Regions from separate parts of the Mus musculus genome. Here region 2 is linked to region 1. The links are chromatin contacts, called in public promoter capture Hi-C maps. All regions are on one chromosome and are shown on one strand. Each heading gives the region's core, a stretch centred on a gene start, on an enhancer-like site or on the middle of the called end of the contact. The rest is flanking DNA. Distances are from core to core; before and after follow the strand shown.

Region 1 (5,109 bases), core at 1,409-3,908:
CCCTAGGCTCTAGGTTTTTGAGCTTAAGTTCAGAGCTCCTTCTGCTGAATAAATGTTCAAACTTGGATGCCTAGTAGAATCACCTGGTGAGCATTTAAAATATACTTGTCCAACTAGACATTTCTGTGAACAGCTATCTGAAAAAAAAAAATCTTGCCAGGCAGTAGTGGTGCATGCCTTTAATCCCAGCACTTGGTAGGCTGAGGCAGGTGGATTTCTGAGTTCAAGGCCAGCCTGGTCTACAGAGTGAGTTCCAGGACAGCCAGGGTTACACAGCGAAACCCTGTCTCGAAAAAGAAAAAGAGGAAAAAAAAAAAAAAGCTCATTGTCACTAGTTAGCAGGGAAGTGCAATATAAAAAATCTTGGTGAAACCTCTTACATATCAGGTTGAGTTGTATCAAATACAACAAACATTGATGATGGGGAAAACTGAGAACACACAGTGACAGGCCTGGAGAATACTATGTTAATGGAGATAAGTCAGTTCACGTGCTCGAGACACCTAGAGGAATCCGATTCAGAGAGTCCAAGAGTGGAACGGGCCTGAGGGAGGGGTAATCTGGGAGTTACCAGGTAACAGGCATTAGAATTCAGTCAAGCAAGACGAATTGACTGTGCAAATCTGTACTATACAGAGGCGCTGGTAATGTATTGTGCATTTACAATCGTGAGGGGACAGATTTCCGACTTTAAGTATTCTCATGGCCTTTTAAAAACTTGACTTGTGGACTGAGCAGGTTGCATTTATATATCTACAACTATAATATAAACAGTTAAATAAAAAGTGGCCATGAATTTGAGAGCGGGCAAAAGGGGGTACATGGGGGAGGGGGGAAAGGCAAGAGGAAAAGGACATAATTACATTTTACCTTCAAAAAATAAAAAGTATTTAAAAACCAAGCTAAAGTTGTCATTGCTACTTAGCTACTGTATTTATTCTGAGATATACATCTGTGTGTATATCTATGCATCTCCCAGTCATTTAAAAACAAAACACTGGTGGGACTGGGGAAATGGCTCAGTGGTAAGATCATTGGCTGCTCTACCCAGAGGACCAGGGTTTCACTCCCAGCACTGCCATGGCACCCCCCAGTCATCTGGAACTCCAGTTCCAGGACATCTAACACCTTCTGGCCTTTGTGGGCACTTCACAAATGTGGGGTACAGACATATATGCAGGTCAAATATTCACACACATAATTTTAAAAAAAGGAAGAAACATGGTGGTGGTGGTGTGGAAAGTTCAATGCTAACAGAGTTAGTCTGGGTTGGGCCAGGAAGATAAGATAACCTTGGAACAGCTAAACACTTGTGATTTCCCTGTGTTTTCATAGTGATTGCTACGATCTACTGAGCTACCAGCCCCCAAGTCCTAAGCCCTTTATAAACAGTAAAATTTCATGTAATACCTTCCGTGTAAGGCAAGGATTATCACCTCCACTTGGGAACTGAGGAAAGAGAAGGCTTAAGCTCTTTTCTCTGGTAGGCACTGTTGCCCATGTGGGAGTGAGCTCAGGACCAAGGCTCTGTGCTATAGAGCAGGGTTAATAATGCCATGCAGGCAGGTGCTCCACTGGGCACACGGGTATCACAATCTACTCTCAGGCTTTAGGGACAATAGTGTAACGTTGGCCCTGGCTCTATGTACATTGAGCAGTTGTCATCTAGACAGAGGAGAGAGTTGGTCTGTGGCTCAGTATTAAGGAAGAATTTTTTTTTTAAAAAAAGAGAGCTCAGTGGGTGAGAATGAGTTGGCAGGAAGCAGTGGGTTCATACAGTTGTATTTGGGAAGCTATGTCTGTTGGGAGGGCAGAATCATTCTTTGAAATACTGTATGTGTGTATGTGTGTGTGTATGTGTGTGTGTGTGTGTGTGTGTGTGTGTGTGTGTGCATGTGGGTGTATGAGACAGATATGTGTAAGACAAGTTTTTGTTTGTGAATGTATGTGGTGTGTGTGTATGGTGTGTGATGTGGTGTGTATGGTATGTATATAGTATGTGGTATGTGTGTGTATGAATGCATGTGAGTGTGTGAGATGGGTGTGTGTGTGTGTGGCTGTGGTGTGGTATGTGTTGTGGTGTGTATGTGTGTGTACAGTGTGTGTTGTGGTATGTGTGGTGTATGTATAGTGTGTGGTGTGTATGTGATGTGGTATGTATGTGTGTTGTGTGTGGTGGTTGTGGTGGTGGTGGTGGACTGTGCGTATGTGTGTGTGTGTGTGTGTGTGTGTGTAAGCAGAGGTGGCCAGGAAGGGCTGGGATTGGATACCTTTGACACGGGCTGGGGTGGTATAGCACAGTTGGTATAGTGTTTACCCACCATGCATGAAGTTCTGAGCCTCTTTCCCCAGCACAGCATAAATCTGTCATGGTGGCACATTCCTGTAATAGGTCACCTTGGGAGGGAGGGAGGATCAGACGTCTCAAGTTGTCCTCGGATAGATAGTGATTTGAGGTCAGGCTGAACTACCTAAGATTCTGAAAAAAAAAAAAAAAACAAATAAGAAATGGAGAAATAGATGCCTCTAAAATGCCCCTGCATCTTATGACTGAAGGGCACAGGTGATCTTGACGAAGTTCCGTGAGTGAGAGCTGGTTCTGGACGATGAGCTCACAGGGCCAGGGAGTTCTAGAAGGGCTGAGGTCAACCTGAAGTCGTGTCTGATTTCTCCCGTGTTCTCTCAATGCCTCGTGCTGGGACACTGGCACGATTACAAAGGGTGTCCTGAACCGCATCAGGACTTGGAGCCACAGCCACCGCTGTCATCGTCCCCCACCGGTTCAGCTCTGGTAGGGAGGACTCCTGATCTGTGAGACCCTCTCTCCGAGTCCTGGTGCTGTTAGCTAGAGGGGCCAGGGAATAGCAAAGTAGTGATCAGAGATGGAGGGAGGGGTGAATCTTGTTCTGGAGTGGGGAAGAGAGGGAGGGAGGAAGGGAGGGAGGGAGAGAGAGGGAGAGGAATAGAGGGAGAGAGAAGGGGGAAGAGGGAGGGGGACAGAGAGAATAAATATGAATAAGAGCATTTGCTGGCAGGTCTGTGGTCTCTGAGTTACCACCAGATCCATTTCCTTAAACCTTTGGACCTGCTGTGAACTGCTCCGGATAAAGTTATCTTTAAGTTGCTTTACTCTGAAAAATACCATAATATCACAAACACTCACTGGGTAGCAGTGAACTTGGTTTCCTCATCTATACATTGAGTATATTAATCCCAGCTCTTTGAATGGTTAAGAGGATTAGATGAGCTTAAGTTAGGAAACACTCACAAAGCGCCTAGTCCTACAGCGTTGAAGGACTCAGCAAAGGTAACAATTATCTCACTCCTGGTACTTTGAGAAGGGCTCACACTCTGTGGCCATGACTTCAGTGTACTTGAGTTTAAGAAGCATCCACTGAACAACCTCTCTACACCAGCGTCTCTGTTTGCCTTTCAAGATATGAAGATAAATAGGACCAGGCCACTGTTCTGTGGAAGGTCACCTTGGCTGGGGGCAGGGGGCTGATATATATTATAATCCAGTAAAGAGACAAAGTTACTCTACCTGTCTGGAGAGATGGTCCCTGCCAGGAAAGCCTCACCGGGGACTCACCTTGGATGATCCTTGAGGCATCAATTGGAGCTGTCTGTGCAGAGGGAAGGGAGCTAAATTGCTACACAGTAGGCATCTCCAGAAGAGTGACCAATGTAGTGTCCCAGAACAGACGGTATAAGTGAGAGACAAGCTGGCTTTACAGGACCAGGTCTTACATGTCAATTCATTCTGGTGCATGTGATAGATGGAGGCAGGGGAGTTTGTAAGAGGTCAAGACTAAACACAGGGAAGGCGTGGTGGTGGTTTGAACTTAAGGAAAGATTGTGCTCTTGGAGGGAGGGATCAACAGGCCCTTGACATTAACTGACTCCCGGTGGATGGAGGGTGTAGGCTGGAGAAGTCAAGGACAGCATCTGTATTCCTATCATCTTTGAGTAAGCAGGTGCTCTAGGATGTGCAGGGAAGCCAGAACCAAGAAGGGCGGAGTTTGGTGGGAACATTATCTCTTAGATGAGTTTAGTTTGAGGTGACTGTGGGGTAGGAACTGACAAGAGGTGTTCGGGGCTCTTTTTCAGGAAAAAAAAATGCTACAAGAGGCCATTACCTTGCATTTGCTGTTAACAGCAGGGGCATCCTAGGCCTTCCTGATGTGGAAGAGGAGGGTTTAGGGTAGAAACTGGAAAACATCTCAACATTTAAGACTGGGTCAGAATTGGGTTATGCAATGCAGGAAAAATAGTCAGGGAGGAGGGAGCCTGGATGAAGGGGGTACTGTGGGAACCAGCAAAACCCTGATTTCAACAGGGATGTGACTGGCAGTAGGAATGTCCCCAAGGTCCATCACCAGAGGTCTCAGGTGGGTGGTGGGGAAACTTGTGACTCCAGATTAGCAAACAAGGGAGAGCCAGGTATAGTGGTGCACACCTGTAATTCCAGCAACTCATGGAGCCAAGACTGGAAGATTATTAAGTCAGCTCGGGCAATTGGCAAGATCTTGTCTCAAAACAGAATGGACACAGGGACCAAGGGATCAGTGGTATAGGCCAGTGGTGGAGCTCTTCGTCAGCCTGTGAAAGACCTGGGATTTGATCTCCAAAACTAGGAAAGAGAAAAGAAAAGAAAAGAAAAGAAAAGAAAAGAAAAAACAAACAAAAAACTGAAACAAAACAAGAAGAAAAGACAAGATGAAGGAACAGGGAAGCAGTGGTGAATCCCTCTCAGAAATTTGGATGAGAAGATCAGAAAAGGGAGATCAGTACAGACAAGGATAAGAAACAAGGAAAGATATTCTAGAAGTAGGGGCTCTCAGCCTGAGTGTTTGCCTGGAGTGAGGAGGAGCAGATAGAGATGAGGTCTGTGGATGCAGGGAGAGAAGGTGTGCTGGACAGCGTAGATGCTGGGAGAGAAGGCGTGCTGGACAGCAAGGCTGGGAAGGGAAGAACTGAGCTCAGAGGAAAGAGGGATGAGGTAGATGTGTTGCTGAATCTAGGTTGGGAAGCCTGTCACATGGAAAGCCAGTGTCTCAGAGAGGCATGTAAAGAAAAGCAACCTGGAAGGAGACAGGTCAACATCTC
Region 2 (5,283 bases), core at 1,919-4,418, 1.3 Mb after region 1:
GAGGCAGCGGGAGTTGAAGATTCCATATTTTAAACAGATAAAGAACCATAACATAGCTTATCACATGACTGAGGTCTGTGAGCCTGCAGCAGTAGGGGTGGCGGCAGTGGGAGGGTGGAGGACTGAGGGAAACTGCAGTCTCTGGTGCTGGGATGGGAAGGTGGCTCATCTTCACCCCGGTTAGCAGGGGTTCACCTTCTTCAGGTGATTTTGAACCCACGTTTTGTTAGTTGAGGCGCAGCTTTCTCTACCTTTGTTCAGCCTGAATCTGTGAACAGAAGACACGGACAAGGACCTTGGTCACTCACTGGAATCTGTAACAGTCTTCTCTGCTTCTGTGAGACCAGGGACCCCTGAACTCCTGACTCTGTAAATGAAGAAATTTTACAAGATCTGAAGCTGGCGTGCCTGTGTTACATTGGAAGCTTATTAATGGGGACCCCTGAAGCCTACCGTGGAGACTAGAATTCCCTTTGTGGTACAGAGCACAGGAGCTGGCGGACAGTCTGATGTGTAGCTAGGACGAAACGTCCCAATCCTAGAACAACTCCTTGCTCCAGGTTTGAATATTTGTGTGTCTGCCTGGGGCCTACTGTGTGTGTGTGTGTGTGTGTGTGTGTGTGTGTGTGTGTGTGTGTTTGTAGGGTCTGAGATGTGTGGGGTATGTGTGTGTGTTAGTGTGGTATGTGTGTTTCTGTGATATAGGGGGTGTATGTGGGGATGTATGTGGGGGGTGTGGTATGTGTGTTTGTGTAGTGGGTGGTGTGTGTTTGTGTGGTGTGTGTGATATGTATATGTGGTGTGTGTGTTTGTATAGTGTGTGTGTGTGTGTGTGTGTGTGTGTGTGTGTGTGTGTGTGTGTGTGTGTTTCATGGTATATAGACATGTGTGGTGGCCAGGGGTCGGTGGTTATGAAATCTTCCTTAGTGGATTGTTTGTCCTACATTTCGAGGTAAGATCTCCCACAGAACTTTGTTAGGGCCAGCAAGCACACAGGCTATGCCTGCCTCTGCCTCATCTAGCACTGGGGTTACAAACTCACACCATCCTGCTGGGAATATGAACTCAAATCACCGTGTTTGAGCAGCCAAACTACCCACTGAGCCAACGCTCCAGCCTTGTCTGTTGTGCTTTTATTAAACATTTCTTCCTGGCTATATAGCTTGGGATCTAATCATAGGCACTTTGGGGTTCAAGCAAATAAATCAGGACCCCCCCCCCCTTCCTGGGAAGCCCCACGCCCCCTAGTGTCACTCTACACCTTAGATTGCCTGGTTGGGTTTAGACTCCCTTTTCTTGTGGAACAGCGCCATCTAGTGTGTACTATTCTCAATTCCGTCAATATTATCTCTCCCCTGGCTAGTGGCTCACTCACACCACAGCTGGGGGATCAGGACAGGAGGAGCCCATCTTTCTGTAACACTGGATAAACTTCAGGGGAAGCTCTTTCTTCAAGGTGTTCAAGCAGCAGCTATTGGAGACCGTAAGCACTAGAAGAAAAGCACAAAAAAAGACCATTCATTAGCAACCATAGCCTCTCACCCACAACAGAATTAAAAAGCAAAACCAGCCAAGTCCTTCCTAGGACAGACTCAAGCATGGAGACCACATCCCGAGGGCTGCAGTGCAGCTCTGTCTCAGCAGCAACACATTTCTAGGATGGAGACAACAATCATAAGACTGGGGAGGGGCGTCAGATGTGAGCACCCTACAAACCAGCAGGTGGTGGGGACAGAAACCACAAGCCTGCCTGAGCCATGGCTCAGCACACACTCCTGCACATACGGTGAGACTCTTCCTACCACATATACAAACCCCTTCAGTCCCAGTCTCCCAGCACAAGTGCGTGGCTCTGTGTACTGTGCTAGTACTTAAGCTCGGGGCTCTGGCCTCACATCCTAGAGGACCTGTTATCCCATCGCATGCAGGACATTGTAGTTCTTGGTTCACAGACATGGGGCTGGGTGAGGAACTCCACAAGGGCTCAGAAGGAAAAGGGGGTATTCCCAAAAAGTGGCTGGTCCACTCGCCCACACAATCTTCCACATTCCCATCCTTGGCCCTCCCCTCTTTCAGGGACCAGTAACCCCCAGTCTGCTGATTTGTACGCTCTCCTCCCACATCCCACCTTCAACATCCCTGTGTTCTAACCCTGGATCCTTCCTGTCTCGCTGTTCACAGAAACTTGCAGGTCCCCTGACCTCAGGTTGGTATTTTCCGAACAATCTAGAACATGGATTCCAGTTTATCCATACAGAAAACATCTTTAAGAGATATAATAGTTATCTGGCTGTTCACTCCTGTGGTCCTTCCTTCAGCCCCTGCCTGTCATCTGTCACACTGGAAATCAGTCTTAGTCCCTCCTCTGGACTTCAGGGATCCTAATTTGTTTTAAACAACCCCATAGGCCCTTCCAGTTGTCTGTAGGGTGAGGATCAAAATTATCTTCCACACACTAAAGCCACTTCATCTAGAAGGAGGAGGATGAAGAGGAGGAGGAGGAGGAGGAGGAGGAGAAAGGAGAAAGGAGAAAGGAGAAAGGAGAAGGGAGAAGGGAGAAGGGAGAAAGGAGGATGAGGAGGAAGAGAAAGGAGAAGGGAGAAAGGAGGAGAAGGAGAAGGAGAAGGAGAAGGAGAAGGAGAAGGAGAAGGAGAAGGAGAAGGAGAAGGAGAAGGAGAAGGAGAAGGAGAAGGAGAAGCTCCTCCCAGAACAGGGCCAGTCTTGGAACCCCATCAAGAGGATGCTGGCCCAGGTCTGTCTCTGCAGCCACCTAGTTCTAGGATTAGCAAAAGAATCAGAGGAATGGGTTTCAGGTCTGAGCTCCCCACCACGAAGTAGATGTGTGCTCCCAGTCCATAACCTTCCTCCACGCCCAGCGTCCCTATCCCATTACTGCCCGCCATTCATCTCCAGATAGGGACAGAAATGAAGCCAATGATGTCTAGGTAAGCTCTGTTCCCAGCCCAGAGTGCCTGCCTATACATCTCCCCTCCCTGGGCCCAAGCACTAGGACCCCATTACTCACTGCTCTTGCTGTCAACATCCTGTATCCACACGGCAGCCAGCAGCAGGCACATCAGTGCCATGGCAGTGGGTTTCATGGTGATAAGTTTCTGTCTCAAGCCTCTCTAGAGCAACCGCCGAATGTCTGGTGGAGCCAAGAACTCTCTCCTGCCTCACCCTGTACTGAGCTTTTATCAGAAGGCCCGGGGTGCTTTCCCAGACCATGGAGAAGAGGTGGGAGTCCCAGGGAAAAGGAACTCATACCCAATGGCCACATGGAAAACTCCTTTTCTCACCTCTCCTGGGAGGAGGGGGGCGTATTCGAGGTATGTTTGGGTGCCTAGTGGCCTTGGGAACTTCCCCAAGTGCAGAAGCAGATACCAATCTTTACGTTCTTGACAAAATACGTGGGAGCTGTCCTGGCTGAGTGGAAAGTCAAAAAAGGTGAGAGAGAGAGAGGAAGTGGCCCGTACACAGCTTGTCTAACCCACATCATTCCATTCAAAGCAGCTACAGGCCTTGGAGAAGGACAGAGCAGAGAAGGTACAATCTGCATCAAATGGAGCTTGTGTCTGGGTTCTGGCTCTGCCAATCAGCCATTGCACAAACTTCTCTAAGCTGCACATCCCTACAAAATGGAACTAGTAACACATCTCAAATCCGGGTGGTAAGAATGAAATGCAGAGCTGGGGAGATGGCTCAGTCAGCAAAGTACCTGCTACACAAGTGTGAGGACCAGAGTTTGATTCCCAGAACCCGCATACAGAGCAGGGGTAGTGGAATGATCTTGTAACCCCAGAGCTGGAGAGGCTGACCGGCTGATCCCTGGAGCTGCCTGGTTTGCCCGCTGAGCCTAGTTGGAGACCTCCAGGCCAGGGAGAGAACTTATCTCAAAAAGCAAAGTCGTTCACATGCACATAGACACATGTATGCACACCTACATACATGTACACACACACACACACACACATACACACACATACCACAGGTTGATCCTGTCTGTCTAACGTTTGGCCAACACATTTGCTATTAGTTTTATTTCTTTGTTCCCCAGCCCTTTCACAGCTTACTCTGATCCAGACCCTTGCTTGGTTACCCTTGGGACAATTGCCAATGGGGGCAAAGCCTGACCTGAGCCATCTTGCTTCAACCTATAGACAAGCCATGGAGAGCCATCCAACACAACAACGGCTCATTCAAGACAGATCTGTCATGTGGGGGGCACAGGAGAATGTTGGGGACACCCAGGGACTTCAGAGGACCCTTTCCAGACAGTGTTCTATAAGTACCATGTCCTGCAGGCTGCTGTGAAGACAGCACGTCAGGCAGGGGAAGGAGTCTGGAAAAGCCAAGTACAGAGGAACACCCTTCACTCAGCATCATGGAGAAAGCTAGAGCATGGGATGTAGATGCAGATGGGGTTGTGCAGCCAGATAAAAACAGTATATGCAGTGGGCAGTACTTGGGATAAGCAGCTCATAGGAGGCCCTCAAGAAAAAGCAGCTAAGCTTTCTGGCATTGGCATCATGGGGCCTATACACAGTGGGTTGGCTATGCTAACCTATGTTGACCTTAGCCTGTGCAACTGAAAAACCTTCAGTGTTTGTTGCCAACTGAGTGTAACTACTAGATAGTTAGAACTCTTCCCAAATAGTCAAGCTTCAGTCATCCATTTTGCTCTCCTATATCCACCATCTCATCCTTACTGTAACATCGACCTGACCACCTTCCCAGCCAACTCCCTCTGTGCCCAATCTGCTCATTTCAAACACCCTTCCTCCAATAAAAGTCATTTGCCAACCCCTGCGGGCAAATCTCAGCCTCCTTTAAGCCCCTGTGCCTGGATGGCAATCGGAAGTCCTTGTCTTCCCGCATCTCTCCACTGAGGCTCGCTCCGTGCTACCGTGGCATGTCTGAGCTGAATGAGCTTTTCAAGACCTTTGGCAGTGATGACTCTTGGCACTCCTGAGGGAGCTTTGTCGAAACTGGGAATATCTTGGCTCCATTTCAGAGTCAGAATCAAAACTCAAGTGCCTGTACTTGTGAGGAGAAAACTCCAGGCAATTGTCAAAGCACCAAGAGATAAAATCTCCACAGTATGGAGGGTGGGAGGGTGACTTTCACGAGGAGGGAAGTCTTGGGCTTGATGCTATATTGAGAATGGGGGTGGCATAGGAGGCAGAGACTCGAGCCCTGGGTATCTAAGAATAAGATCAGCTCATGATCTTTACACAGCTGGACCCATGCCAGTCAGACCCCTACTGCTTCCTGCCACCCACA

Evidence for each region. Promoter capture Hi-C pulls out the DNA fragments that hold promoters and counts their contacts.
Region 2: a contact with region 1 is called in a promoter capture Hi-C map of stem cell-derived epiblast-like cells, with 6 times the contacts expected there. The contact joins the promoter of Ccl1 here to the promoter of Spaca3 in region 1. A contact is called at or near these places in 6 of 39 promoter capture datasets (the 3T3-L1 cell line, hippocampal neurons, liver and 2 more) and 1 of 115 datasets of contacts at active chromatin or transcription factors (embryonic stem cells).

Annotation. Positions count from the first base shown.
Region 1 is chr11:80,855,731-80,860,839 of GRCm38.p6, forward strand. It overlaps Spaca3 (sperm acrosome associated 3), which reads left to right and starts at 2,659. Exons shown (of 5, transcript NM_029367.1): 1 at 2,659-2,791. 4930507D10Rik (RIKEN cDNA 4930507D10 gene) reads right to left here and starts at 2,570. Exons shown (of 3, transcript NR_110449.1): 1 at 2,398-2,570.
Region 2 is chr11:82,176,644-82,181,926 of GRCm38.p6, forward strand. Ccl1 (chemokine (C-C motif) ligand 1) reads right to left here and starts at 3,169. Exons shown (of 3, transcript NM_011329.3): 1 at 3,026-3,169; 2 at 1,376-1,490; 3 at 23-268. The coding sequence starts at 3,101. The coding sequence ends at 181.